3 separate regions of the Mus musculus genome follow, and regions 1 and 3 are each linked to region 2. Evidence: chromatin contacts called from public HiChIP or PLAC-seq and promoter capture Hi-C data. All regions are on one chromosome and are shown on one strand. The core of a region is the stretch at or near the end of the contact, and the rest is flanking DNA. Distances in the headings are between cores, read along the strand shown.

Region 1 (4,701 bases), core at 1,687-4,186, 340 kb before region 2:
AAATAACTCTTCAGCAAGGTCAAGTGTTCCATGTTATACATGCCAGGTCACAGGAGAGGCTCAGAGCCCAGCCCTCAGGAGGCAGGAGCCAAAATCATTCTTTCTTCAAGGTCCTGTGGTTAGAGGCTCTTTGCATTGACCTAAAGGTCCTAGGTCCTACTTCTCTGGACTCTGAGCCTGGCTGCCTCTGCAAGTTAGGCAGCATCCCTCCGGAGCCTGCTCTATCACTGAAGTGTCAACCAGGGGCCAGTTCTACCCCCCTACCCCTCTAAGATGGGCAGTTTTTATCCAGAGAGGCAGGAAGGCCGACAATGTGCTGAGCTGTAGAGTCAGCAAGAGAAACTGTTGTGGGAAAGAAGAGGACAGCAGAAGGGTGGGGACAGGGGAGCAAGCCAGAGGAGGCAGGGCCAGTCCCAGAATGGACAGAGAGCCAGGATGCAGACCCTAGCCCAGCCAGAACTACCCCAGAACCAGAAAACACCCATTCTTCCAGGAGCACATCGAGGCAGCCTGGCTGGACAACAGAGGGCCACTGCTCTCCCCCCCGGACTGCCTCTGGTGTGGACTTCCAGAATGCCTCTCCCAACTTGTTTCCCAAGCCCCTCGAGCATCTTCCTGCTGACATCTGGACCAGCTGAGAGAGGAGCTGGGGAGTTTGCATGCTGCGGGACTGTAGAACTCCACAGAAGTCTGAACCATCACGTCTCATCTCAAGTGACCCCTAGAGACTGAACATGTCCTGCCAGCATCTCTGGCCCAGGATCTTCCTGGATAATCCCTTTGCTGAACACCTTGAGTTTGGACCAGGCCCTGGAGCTGGCTAACAGAGAAGGGATCCACACAGAGCCTCGCTGTCGCACAGAATTATGGATCAGAAGGACTTTCTACATCATGACAGTGTGGAAGCCCTTTGTTAAGAGTCCTGACATAGGAGTCTATCTTTACCTTCTCGTGAGGCCTACTGAAAGCCAGAGACAGCTCTGATGGCCATAACTGGGGGGGGGGGGAGGAGGCACTCCTGGCATCTGTCAGGTGGGGGCCCAGGATGCCTCCCACAGAGTCCAGGGCAGCCTCACACTAGGAAGAATTTACAGTCCAAACATCAACAGTGATGAGCCAGTCAAATTCAGTCCAGAATCTGTCAAATTCTTGACCCTCTAAATTTTAGGAAGAGGTGGTGGTCCAAGGCCTAGACTGGACAAATTATAGGCTCATTCCTGCTGGGAACCACAGGTCAACAGGAAGGGCAAGAAGCCCCAAAGGGAGGGTTGGACAGCTGCCCCAACTCTCCAACCCTAACCAACAGGCCCTAGCACAATCCTCAGACCTTGGCCCCAAGTCCAGTAAAACTGACCACAAGGTAGATTCTATGGGCTCTCTGCTGCTTCAACTCCATGTATGTTCCAGATTCTTGGCCCTATCCTTGTGAGCCCTTAGACGGACAGATGGACAGACAGACAGAGAGACAGACACACAGACAAAGAGATGAGGCTACAGGGCCTCCTGCGCCCTCTGGACTCACCTGTCCGGTGGCCTGACCCGAGCCGTCAGAGCACACAAACTGCACAAACTCCTTCAGCGAGTCCTGCCCATGGTGGTGGTGGTAGCGGATGGTTGGGTGTGTGAAATACGGGCTCGACTGCTGGATGATGGACGTGGAAGGGAAGTGCAGCGCTGATGCCGTGGCCCGGGGGCTCCCTGTGTGCACACAGGCAGGGGAGAGAAAGGGTGTGAGAACAGCCACGTGGAAAAGCAAGACACAACGGCTGGCAAAAGGGCTGAGGGTCCTGAGGAAGAGGCAGGATGGGGCAGAAGCACTGTGTCAGGCACAAAACGCCTCAGTCATCTAAGTTAAAAAAAAAATCAATGCAATAAAATAAAATAAACTGGCAGGCTAGTACCTGAGGGCCAGCTGCTTGCTTTTATAAATACTGTTTGCCGGGAGCTGGCGTGGGGGTTAGCTGAGGCAGGTGAACAGCCAGCTACCAGCGCAGGGTTGGGTTGGCCTATTTAAAATTGTTAGGATGTTGCTTTTCTGGTTGGTTTGTTGCTATCTTGTAGCCGGGGCTGAACTTGATGACCTTAAATTCTGGACCCTCGCAGGCACGTGCTGGGCACTTTCTTGTTGTTTGTTTTCGGATGGTTGATTTTCTTTTGTCTTTGCAGTACTGGGGTGTGCTTTCTGCCACCACGCCTCAGTCCCAGCAAACTGTTACAATGTTACTTGCTTCTCATAAGGTTTTGCTCTTGTTTGGTTTTTGAGACAGTCATAGGGCCTCCAATTCTTGATCCTCCTGCCTCAGCCTCCTGTGTGCTGGGATTTCAGGTGTTAGACTCACCCTATGCTTTGCAACTGTTTTTACTGTTTAGAAACAACACACTAATATGTTACTTATTGCCGGTTGAGTTTTTTTAGTATCCTTGACATTTTCCTTCTTTTACCCTTGGCAAACACCTCACTTGCCCCGTCCTAGGTGTGAGCCTGCCTGAAAGGACCGACACCAGATTACCACAGCCCCGTGGTCTCTGGACAAGCAGACCCTGCCTGTGCAGGATCGGCACCCGGCACACACACAACTCCAAATGTGTAAGTGGATGCTTAGGCCCCCCTCATGTGTTGGCCCTGCCGCTGTGAACTCACAGTTCCTACCCCTGTACAGGCCTCAGCTCTTCCTCAAGTTCTCCCCCTTCCTGTCTGTTTCCAATCAGCTCACTCTTGCTCTCAGTTTCATTAGGGGGCTGAGGAAACTTGGCTTCTCTCTGGAGTTCATAAAAATGGAGCGCAGCAGGGTGGAGCCTGCCTCCCTCCTGCCGCCTGCACAAGGCCTGGGCTCCCTGCCCCCACCTTGTGGCCACCACACCCTGCCCCAGTGCTGGCTGCCTCTGGGCTCTAAGCCAGGAGGCCCCAAGGAGGAAGCCGGGAGGTAAACCTCCCTGTCGCGTCCTACAGAAGAGAAGAGAGGCATGGCAGATACAGGGCCATGTGCAAACAAAAGCCAGGCCTTTGCTGCCAGATGGGTGCTGAGGCGGAAGCAGCACGTGCAGGAGGGCCAGGTTCCCGGGTATCCTGCCTGGCCCCACCCTCAGGAAGATCCAGCATCTTCTCAGGGCCTGAAGATGCCCTCAGAGCAGCAAGACAGTCCTTTTCATGGTGAGCCTTGTCCTTCTGGCCCAGCCCTTCACTTCTGGGAAAAGCAGGGAGGCCCAGATTTGGTGCCGGTTTGCTCTAGGACAGACACCAGGAACCTGGACTGCTGAGCAGTACTCTTTCTAATCCACAGGAGAGCAACTTGGCTCAACTACTTGCTGGTGGGGGAGGGGGAGGCTGCATGCAGCTCCCAGTGAGCATGTGCAGACCATGCACCCAACACAGACTTAACACAGCCAGAGTTAGCATGTGGGAGGGATTCTAGGAACCGAGTGGGCAGCCTGGTTCTCAGAGTTACACTGCCCATCCCATGCCACCCCACTGCTGTGCCACGACCCACTTGGGGAGCCCAGATCTATAACTTAGATTGATCCCTGGCCCCCTGTTGCTCCTGGCCAGCTGCCCCTTGCTGTGGCTGCCTCCCGCAGTGTCCCCTTAAGCCCCGCCCCCATCTCTCACCTGGTCTGACTCCAGCAAGCACAGGCAGCGGGTGGTGGGTGAAAGCCATGCGTGGGGAACTGCCCTGAGAGGAGAGGGCGCTGCAGAAGTCCAGCTTTCCTGACTTCTTTAGAGAAGCAGGGCCTGGGGGGAGGAAGCAGCAACACGCAGGTTTAGCTGGCTGGGGTAGGAAGCCAGCTAAGCAGCCCGCTCCTTCTCTTCTCAGCACCCAGCAGCCCTTCCTCCACCTCGGGCCCTGCTCTGCTCCTCCTGGGGCCTGACCTCAGGGGTGCAATCTGGCTACAGTTGCTTCTGCAGAGAGGAAAATGAGGCCCCTGGTAACATGTGGGAGGATATGCTGGGCAAGGGTGGCTGGCAGAGGAAAGCATCCTGCTCCTGACGGTCGATAAAGGAATTAAAATGGGTACAAGGCTGGCATCTAGGAAGGGATGCACGAGGAGCCCACAGATGCCTGCTGGAGAGCCATGAAAGGAGCCAGAGCGCCAAGGGTGGGACGCACAGGCTGGGGGCTGTGACAAGACACCCTGGCCTGAAGAAACCAGCACTCTCTTTCTGGAGAAAAGGAAAAGGGAAAGCATGGTTAGAAGCCCTCCAAAGCAGCAAAAGGAGAACAAAGGCAGGAGCCAGAGCTGGGAGCACCCTGGGAACAACTAGAGGCAAGGACTGCCCTGGCCATAGGGCTCAGAGAGTGGGGCTCTTCTCTGCCCTGTTGCCAAAGGCAAGGGCGGTATTAGCCAGAGACGGGTACAAAAAGACCCCCATCTGGGCTTTGCCTTTGACAGTCAAGAGATTGCAAGCCAACACCATCTCTGTCCAGTATGCACAGTTCCAGGTGACAGGCTGTCAAACAGCTCCCAGGAGCACACTCTTTCGGTATCTCTTATCCTGGACTTAGCTTCAAGGCCATGCCCAGACTGACCAGGCAAAGGTGGAGGTGAGGCAGACTTTGAGCTTCGATCTTTGAGGGATAAATCTATTTGTTTTTGATGGGAAAGGGGGCTGCAGAACAGAAACTCAGAGTTTCAACCACAGAGAGAATTGGGGGGAGGGGGGAGGGCGAGCTCCCAGCGACCAGCAGAGGTGTTATCTGGCGG
Region 2 (4,140 bases), core at 531-3,030:
TGTCTGAAGACAGCTATAGTGTACTCACATACATAAAATAAATAAATCTTAAAAAAAAAAAAACCTCCCTCTGCAGAGTGTGAGTTTCAGGATAGCCAGGGCTACACTGAGAATCCCTGTTTTGGAAAACCAAAAAAGTGCCAAATGAGACCATATGATTATATTAGCTAATAGAAGATGGAAGCAGGATGAAATCAAAACCAGGGTAAAATTGTCAGAAGAAAAGCCTTTTATGCCGGGTGTGTCTGTTCATATCTTTAATCTCAGCATTTGGAAGCATTTAGGGTTCAAGGGCTAGCCCTGCCTATATAGTGACCAGGTTTATATAGAGATCAAGATAAGGCTACATAGTGATACCCTTAAAATCAATTAAAAAGAAAGATTATACCTGGACAGGACTGATTGTGGGGAGCTGTGACTCGTCTATGTGAAATTATCCTGGCCTACTACCTTTAGTCCTTAACCATTTATTGCCCACAGTTTTGCCTGACCTATTTGAAATTGAATCAGAGTTCCTAGACAATGGTCATTTGACCCCAAAATAAACTTAGGCGTGGAGCTTAACTGTTGAAGCCATGCAAAGTTGAAGACCTAAATTAGGATTGCCCACATCAGTGTTGGGCACAGGAGAGCAACTCCTGGTGAACAGAGACAGAAGGCTTCCTGAGGCTCACTGGCTGGCCAGCCAGTCTAGCTAAAAGTCATTAGTCAATAGCTGTTTCAAGATATAAGATGCCTGCTGTGAGAGTTGGCTCAGCACATAAAGATGTTTGCTGCCTGTTTACCTTAATTTGATTCCAGAACCTATGTAAAGGTGATGGAGAAGTGACTCCACAGAGTTGCTCTGATACATGTGACCTGTGGTGCACGGGAGCACACACAAAATTTAGGACAATAAACTAAGATGGAGATTGAAGAAGGCCTCCAACCATCTCAACCTCAGGCCTCCAAATGCGTACAAAGCATAAACTCCAGGGCTGAAACGGTCGATGGCCCATGGCTTAAGAGCACTTTAAGTGAGCGAGATAGGTGCCTTTCATTTCAACAGAGAGAGCAGAGGCAGGTCACCCACCGAATTAGAGGCCATCCTGGATTACTTGTCTAAAACAAAGCAGTTGGTCTTGGAGAAGATGAAAATTGGGTTTCTAGCATCCACAAGAGGTGATTGCCGACCTGTAAACCTAGCTTCAGGGGATTCCAAATATAAGAGTAGAAGCCGGATTAAAGGCGTGCCCACTGCCCGGGTTGAGGACCCAGTGACCATTTTTTTTTTTTAAGAATTATTTAGCTGGGTGGTGGTGGCACATGCCTTTAATCCCAGTACTCGGGAGGCAGAGGCAGGTGGATTTCTGAGTTCGAGGCCAGCCTGGTCTACAAAGTGAGTTCCAAGACAGCCAGGGCTATACAGAGAAACCCTGCCTTAAAAAAAAAAAAAAAAAAGGAGTAGAAATAAAAGATAAACGCCGGGCGTGGTGGTGCACGCCTTTAATCCCAGCACTCGGGAGGCAGAGGCAGGTGGATTTCTGAGTTCGAGGCCAGCCTGGCCTACAAAGTGAATTCCAGGACAGCCAGGGCTATACAGAGAAACCCTGTCTCGAAAAACCAAAAAAAAAAAAAAAAAAAAAAAACCATTCACACCCGCACAGGACTAGACGTCTGATTTCCAAGCAATATCTGGCAGGTGTTAGTCTCTGACGTCATCTAATGGGCGCCGGAAGTGATCTCGCGCTGCCTAGGAAACAAGACGCGGCTCTGGCTAAACCTGTACAGCCGCGCCCACCCGGGCGCCATGGATCTTTCCTCAGGGCGGAGTGGGGATCCTCGCTCTTGTGAGGAGGAATCTGACCCCGAGCCAGATCCCGACCCTGACACTCAAGCTGAGGCCTACGTAGCCCGTGTGCTTACCCCTCCCAAGCTTGGCCTGACCCCGCGGCGCTCGTCACTGCAGTCCATGTTCTCCGCGTCCCTAGGCGTGCCGGAGCGAAAGGCCGCCTCCAAAGTCCCGGCCGTGCGCCTACCGGGCCTCTTGAGCCTTCCCCCGGAGCTGCTGCTGGAGATCTGTGCCTACCTGGATGCGCGAGTCGTGCTTCAAGTCCTGCCGTGCGTGTGCCAAGCGTTGCACGACCTCGTGCGTGATCGTGTCACCTGGAGGCTACGCGCTCAGCGCCGCGTACGCGCACCCTACCCAGTGGTGGAAGGTATGCACATCCTTGGGAGACAGGAATTTTGGGGTGCTGCCTAATCCTTGTCGACCACAAGGCCACTTGGTTTCCTCAGGAAGTGCTCTGGACCTGGGATTTCTAAACTTAAAATCCAAAGATTTCCGGGTTTGCGCTTTGTTAGCACAAAGGCCCTAGCCCAAGAATTCCCAAGCTTTGGAAACAACTTGAGGCACAAGCAGCAACTAGCATAACAAAGCCTTTGACCCATGGAGTGTTGATCCAGGATTCGTTAAGAGGTTCTGAATTTCTAGACTCCCGATTGGGATCATTAATACCAGTAATCTTTCAGTTCTAGGTCTAGCCTGTCACCTTTTCTATTTTATTTTATTATTTTGGGGCAGGTTCTCATGTAGCTCCTTAGCCTTACAAGTGTTTGGGCTAGCCTTGTCATCTTTGCAGAGCTGTGTTGTTCCTTCTGCCCTTGAGGTCATTGGTTTCTGGAGGAAGAGACAACTTGAAATCGATGATTTTGAGTTTTTGCTGTTGCTTTTAAGGACAGAACTCAGGGCTTTGGCTATGCTAGGTAAATGCTTTATGACGTGTCCCATCCTCAGCATGTCTCGGACATGTTCCTGGTTCTGATATTGCTAGGTTCTCAGGCTCTTGATTCCTCTAATCTGGAAGAGTTTGATTCTTCTGCATTAGGGAGTTGCCCTCCAACCCCGAGTCAGATTTACAAACAGCTTTGATAAAACAGGTGCTTGGACCTCCTCCAGACCATTGAATGGCTGACCTGAGGTTTAGATTCTGACTTGGGAGGGGGCAGGAAGAGCGACTAGGGATAACTTAGGTAAGTTCTCTACTGCCGAGCCATATTTCCCACCCCTTGGCTTCTGTGTCTTGATGTGGCTTCCTGGTTTATAGTTAGAAGGATTTTTTTTTAATTTTTAATTTTTTGTTTTTTGAGACAGGGTTTCTCTGTGTAGCCCTGGCTGTCCTGGAACTCACTCTGTAGACCAGGCTGGCCTCAAACTCAGAACTCCGCCTGTCTCTGCCTCCCAAGTGCTGGGACTAAAGGCGTGCGCCACCACTGCTTGGGTAGTTAGAAGTTTTAACCACTGTGTCCCTGGATCTAAACCCAGAAGAGTTGGTTAATCTTGAGGCCCCTGGGGAGAATTGAGAGAGAAATTACTGTCACCTGGGCTAGGGTTTGAGAATGAAGCCTGTAAAAATGTTAGTCTCGGTTTCTTAGAGCTGGGGTAAATATTCTTAGTTCTGCATGGGAGATGGGTGGTCAGGTAGCCTGAGACAAAGCCAGAGCCTGTGCCTGTTTGGGATCCAGGCAGCATTCTATCTAGGTCTGGTGAAGGTTGGGCTCCCTGACAGCCAGGGCTGGGCTCTGTCAGTTGATGTCCTCTGAATGCCCTGCTCTTGCTACACCATAGAGGAGAACTTTGACTGGCCAGCCGCCTGCATTGAGCTGGAGCAGCACCTGGCCCGCTGGGCAGAGGATGGACAGCGAACCGAGTACTTCTGCCTGGCTGATGGCCACTTTGCTTCCATTGATGCGGTGTTGCTGCTCCAGGTGAGGGGAGCTGAGGCAGGAGGCCAAGCAGGCTAGGAGGTGAGGAACCTCAAGGATAACTAACTCCAGGCTCTCCTTCCCTCCAGGGTGGGGCACTGTGTCTGTCAGGCTCCCGGGATCGGAATGTCAACCTGTGGGACCTGCGCCATCTAGGGAAGGATCCCAGCCGAGTTCTGGTGAAGGCCTTAGGCACCCAGGGCAATAGCACACACAAGGTGAGCAGTCTGGGGGCGGGGGGATAAGAACAGGCTGGGAGGATGCTGCAGCTGGGGGACTGGGTTCTGATGTTAGATTGCATAGACTCGACTCTACCTCTACTGTTGGTATAACTCTTGATGAATTCAGTTTTTACTGTTTTTGGTTAAGATGAAGTTGAAAGTGGACTAAGTATTA
Region 3 (4,322 bases), core at 1,059-3,558, 430 kb after region 2:
TTGTTTGATCAAAGTGTATGGTAGTCCCTTGAGGAGAGATCAACAAGAGTGTGGTGTAACTTCAGGATCCAAGTTCTGCCAAGTCCCACCAGAACTTTCTCCTCAGTTGCTCATGGTAGGTACTGCTGCCTCCATTTCACACATGAGGAGGACAGTGACATGCTTGAAGTCAGGTGACTCAAAAGTGGTTGTGTGCAATTATTCTCAGCCCACCACCACCTCAATTTCCTGCTTCTGTCTCCCCTATACTGCCTCTCCCCTACACTGAATAAATAGTGTCTCCTTTTCCCAAGTTTCATAAGACAAATGTGTTTGTTGCGACTGTGCAAACTCTGGGCTGTTTGGCCTCAAAACTCCCAGAATTACAAAATGTTCAAGACACCAAGGGAAAAAGGAGGCCATTTAACTCAATTTATTTTGCAGATAGGGAGTCTGAGGCAGAGGGAAGGAAATCAACTCCATCATGTCCTCCATCATGTCTTCCATCATGTCCTTCATCATGTCCTCCATCATGTCCTCCATCATGTCCTCCTTGCAGAAGTTTGTGGCTCAGCCTGTTAGCTTACATTTCTTTCTTTTTTATTTTTTTTAAGGAATTTTTTAAAAAAAGATTTATTTATTTTATTTTATTTATATGAGTACACTGTAGCTGTCTTCAGACACACCAGAAGAGGGCATCAGATCCCATTACAGATGGTTGTGAGCCACCATGTGGTTGCCAGGAATTGACCTCTGGAAGAGCAGTTGGTGCTTTTTTTTTTGGTTTTGGTTTTGGTTTTTGAGACAGGGTTTCTCTGTATAGCCCTGGCTGTCCTGGAACTCACTCTGTAGACCAGGCTGGCCTCGAACTCAGAAATCCCCCTGCCTCTGCCTCCCGAGTGCTGGGATTAAAGGTGTGCACCACCACGCCGGGCACAGTTGGTGCTCTTAACCGCTGAGCCATCTCTCCAGCCCCCTAGCTTACATTTCTACCTTTGCACCAATTGCACACTCAACCTAGTCTTGTCCCAAGCTTGCTCCGTGTAGTGGCTATTCCTGGTTTTCAGCTTGACTATATCTGGAATGAACTGCAATCCAGAATTAGAAGGCTCTCTGAGGCATAGTGGGTATGAATCCCAGAAGATTAAGACAGGGAGATCTCTGAGTTCATTGTTATCTGGGATTAAAGGTGTGTGCCATCACACCTTTAATCTGGACTATGCCTTCTGCTGGAGACCTACATAAGGACATCGGAAGAAGGAAGATTCACTCTTCTTTGCCTGCTTACCATGTGGGACTGAGCAACTGCTAGATCCTTGGACTTCCATTCACAGCTGCTGCTGACCATTGATGGGGAGTTGGACTACAGAATGTATGCCATCAACAAATTCCTTTACTATATAGAGACAACTATATAGCTGTTGTTTACTGTATAGTTCTGTGACTCTAGAGAACTCTTTCTAATACACTCCGCATGTGCAAAATGCATGTGTGGAGGGATCTACTGGCTGGATACTTTTGCCCAAAGTAATTGCCACCATGTTCTGTGTAGTCAACAAATATTTACTAAGTGCCTATATAGTGTTAGAGATGTTGTGAAATCAACGGACAGAAACAAAACAAAACAAAATAAAAACATTGTTTTTATCCTTCTGAGTCCTCTAGAAGTATCTAAATGAGGTAAATTTTAGATGCTAGGAAGGCTAGAAAGAAAATAAAATGGATACAATGGATGTGAGGTGGGCCTTCGGATAGAGAGGTGATGCAAAACTGTAGCACTTGGTGTGTGGTCCCTTCCTACAACCTCCCTACCCCCATCCCCCCACCCCACCCTCCCCATACACAGATTTTTGCTAACAAGAACGTTGATTCTGAGAAGGAGACTGGGTGGCATATCAAGTTTCAGTGGCCCTACTTCCTAACCAGCTGCCCCTGAGTGGCTAGGAGAACCATATGGCTGGGATGATGAAACTCAAGGCGAAGAGTGCATCACCACGCATCCCACGTCACTGTAGGTGTCCCGAGGTGAGGGTGAAGGGAGGCGGGGTGTGCATCTAGGGAGAAGCAGCCAAGTAGCAAATAAAAAATTCCAAAAGCCTCTGGAAAGGACAGTCGCTGCCTTAAAGTAGGGATTCTCTGTCACCAAGACCCCGCCCAGACGACCGCTCCCCACCCCCCGCCCAGCCCAGTCTGGCCTGCGCCAGGCTTTAGAGGACTTGTAGTTTATCCGGTTCATCACTGCAGTGTTGATACGGTCAAGACAACTACAAGACCCAGAAGTCAGCGCGCAGGCCCGAGGCGGAGTCGGCGGCGGTGGGTGTGCGAATACAGGGAGCCAGGAGGTGCTGGTGCCAGGCGCCAGGATGCGGTGGCCGGCCACCGGGTTTGGGAGCAGCCCAGGCTCACCTTAACCGGAGCGGTGCGGACGGTCCCGCGGCGACAGGCACGTTGCATACCCACATTAGGCGCAGCTCCGGCAACCTAGCGGTGTAGCGTCTTGGTGCTGCAGTGGCAGGGTGCAAGGTCCCAGTAACCAGAGGGTGGGAATACAGCCCTGGAGCTAGGCTGGCGCTGCCGGCCGAGAGCCTTGGGTTCTTGGGGGACTGGTGTCCACCTGGGGCTGTGCGTGACGTCTTGCTCTCCTTCTTTCTGGGCCAGGGCTAATCTCGGCAGGTTCGCGATGCAGCGGGCAGCGGTGCTGGTGCGGCGGGGCTCCTGCCCCCGCGCCTCGGGCCCCTGGGGCCGTAGTCACAGCAGCGCTGCAGCCGAAGCCTCGGCGGCGCTCAAGGTGCGACCGGAGCGCAGCCCTCGAGACCGCATCCTCACCCTGGAGTCCATGAACCCGCAGGTGAAGGCGGTGGAGTACGCTGTGCGGGGACCCATCGTGCTCAAAGCCGGCGAGATCGAGATGGAGCTGCAGCGGGTGAGCGCAGGGCCTGCGGGGGGCGAGGCCAGGGGGCGTTCATGGCGGGAAGAACTGTGGCAAGCTACTTTGGGGTCCTCCTGAAGGACCTCCAACCCTCCGAAACCCCCCACCCCCTCGGCTTTCAGCTTCTTCTTTGTGCCATTTTTGGCTAAAGCGAGAGAACGCCCCCTCTCTCTCCCGTCACCCACCAGTGCCCCGCATCTGGCACAAAGTGAGGCCTTCGACGGTTCACTTGTTGAATTGTGCCCAGTTATTGAGCGGCCTCTGCTGCCAGGCACTGCGTGTTCCCTAAGTGCCCTACCCTCGTGGATCCCTTGGAAGGGGGAAAACAAGCAAATATAGAAGTGAGAGTTTCAGATAGAGAATAAGTAAGTTCTTTGAAGTGAGACGAAGGGGCTGGGGGGGGGGGTGGCGAGGTGAAAACCCTGTTAAGTAGGAGCGGAGGGAGGAAGGAAGACTGTGTGACTGGCTGGTTTGTTCCCGAACCCTTTTTTCTGGCAGAGGCCTGCTGGGTGTTTGCCAGCCACAGTGGCTTGACAAGACCGGGACTCTGGAAAAGAGATGGGTAGAATTCCTTATTTTGTACCCCGAGAACCTTTGATTGCTATAGTGGGAGAGTTGGGTCCTTATGACCTTAATGAGGTGAACCTGGGACTTCATCTTGGTGATACCAGCCAGGGAGGCTGGCTTGAACTTAGCTGTGTCTCCCTGTCCCAACTAGGGTGGTTTGGCCGTATGTGAAACCAAGTTCTTTGTTCTGGGGCCAAGGTCTGACTATGTAGCCCAGGTTGTCCTCGACTCCACATCCTCCTACCTGCACCTGCTATGCGTCGGGGTTTACAGGCATCCAGGCACAGAACACAATGCCCTGCTAAGATACTGGGTTTTAAACTGGGTGAGATTTGGAAGGCAGAGTCAAGAGGGAACATCACTACTAAGATTAAAAAGAAAACGTTAGCTGGGTGGTGGTGGCACATGTTTTTAATTTTAGCACTTGGGAGGCTAAAGACAGGCAGATCTCTGTGAGCTCTAGGCCAGCCTAGTCTGCAGAGTGAGTTCCAGGACAGCTAGGGCTACACAGAGAAAGCCTGTCTGGAAAAATCTTAGGAAGAAGGGAAAGAAGGAAGGAAGGAAGGAAGGAAGGAAGGAAGGAAGGAAGGAAGAAAGAAGGGAAGGAGAGAAAGAGAAAGAAGAAAAAGGTCACCAGATCATTCTGATTCAAGATGTGGATGGATGGGAGGGTTTCTTGATTTTGTTTCCATACTCAGCAGATCCCAGTGTCTGCAGAGTAGCATGGTCACTCAGTATCCTTGAGTATGTAAGAAGAACTCTTAGAATCTCTCTCTTCTTTCCATTGGAATTTTTTATGAAGCCTACCTACATCAGATACCCAATTCTACTAAAAACGCTGTGTCGG

The links. Promoter capture Hi-C pulls out the DNA fragments that hold promoters and counts their contacts. HiChIP or PLAC-seq counts read pairs in DNA pulled down with a chosen protein or histone mark.
Region 1: a contact with region 2 is called in a promoter capture Hi-C map of liver, with 2.0 times the contacts expected there. The contact joins the promoter of G430095P16Rik here to the promoter of Fbxw9 in region 2. A contact is called at or near these places in 1 of 39 promoter capture datasets (liver) and 3 of 9 other capture datasets (adipose tissue, liver and pancreatic islet).
Region 3: an H3K27ac HiChIP or PLAC-seq map of microglia shows a contact between it and region 2, with 5 times the contacts expected there. The contact joins the promoter of Gpt2 here to the promoter of Fbxw9 in region 2. A contact is called at or near these places in 3 of 39 promoter capture datasets (the 3T3-L1 cell line, the HPC-7 cell line and cranial neural crest) and 1 of 115 datasets of contacts at active chromatin or transcription factors (microglia).

What each region holds. Positions count from the first base shown.
Region 1 is chr8:84,720,121-84,724,821 of GRCm38.p6, forward strand. It overlaps G430095P16Rik (RIKEN cDNA G430095P16 gene), which reads left to right and starts at 2,937. Exons shown (of 2, transcript NR_169084.1): 1 at 2,937-3,151. Nfix (nuclear factor I/X) reads right to left here. Exons shown (of 11, transcript NM_001371053.1): 7 at 3,608-3,730; 8 at 1,523-1,698.
Region 2 is chr8:85,058,339-85,062,478 of GRCm38.p6, forward strand. It overlaps Fbxw9 (F-box and WD-40 domain protein 9), which reads left to right and starts at 1,781. Exons shown (of 10, transcript NM_026791.2): 1 at 1,781-2,198; 2 at 3,608-3,747; 3 at 3,834-3,962. The coding sequence starts at 1,790. A230103J11Rik (RIKEN cDNA A230103J11 gene) reads right to left here and starts at 2,122. Exons shown (of 4, transcript NR_110582.1): 1 at 2,069-2,122. It overlaps Mir7070 (microRNA 7070), which reads left to right and starts at 3,748; the gene lies at 3,748-3,833.
Region 3 is chr8:85,490,268-85,494,589 of GRCm38.p6, forward strand. Gpt2 (glutamic pyruvate transaminase (alanine aminotransferase) 2) reads left to right here and starts at 2,309. Exons shown (of 12, transcript NM_173866.4): 1 at 2,309-2,422; 2 at 2,638-2,902. The coding sequence starts at 2,660.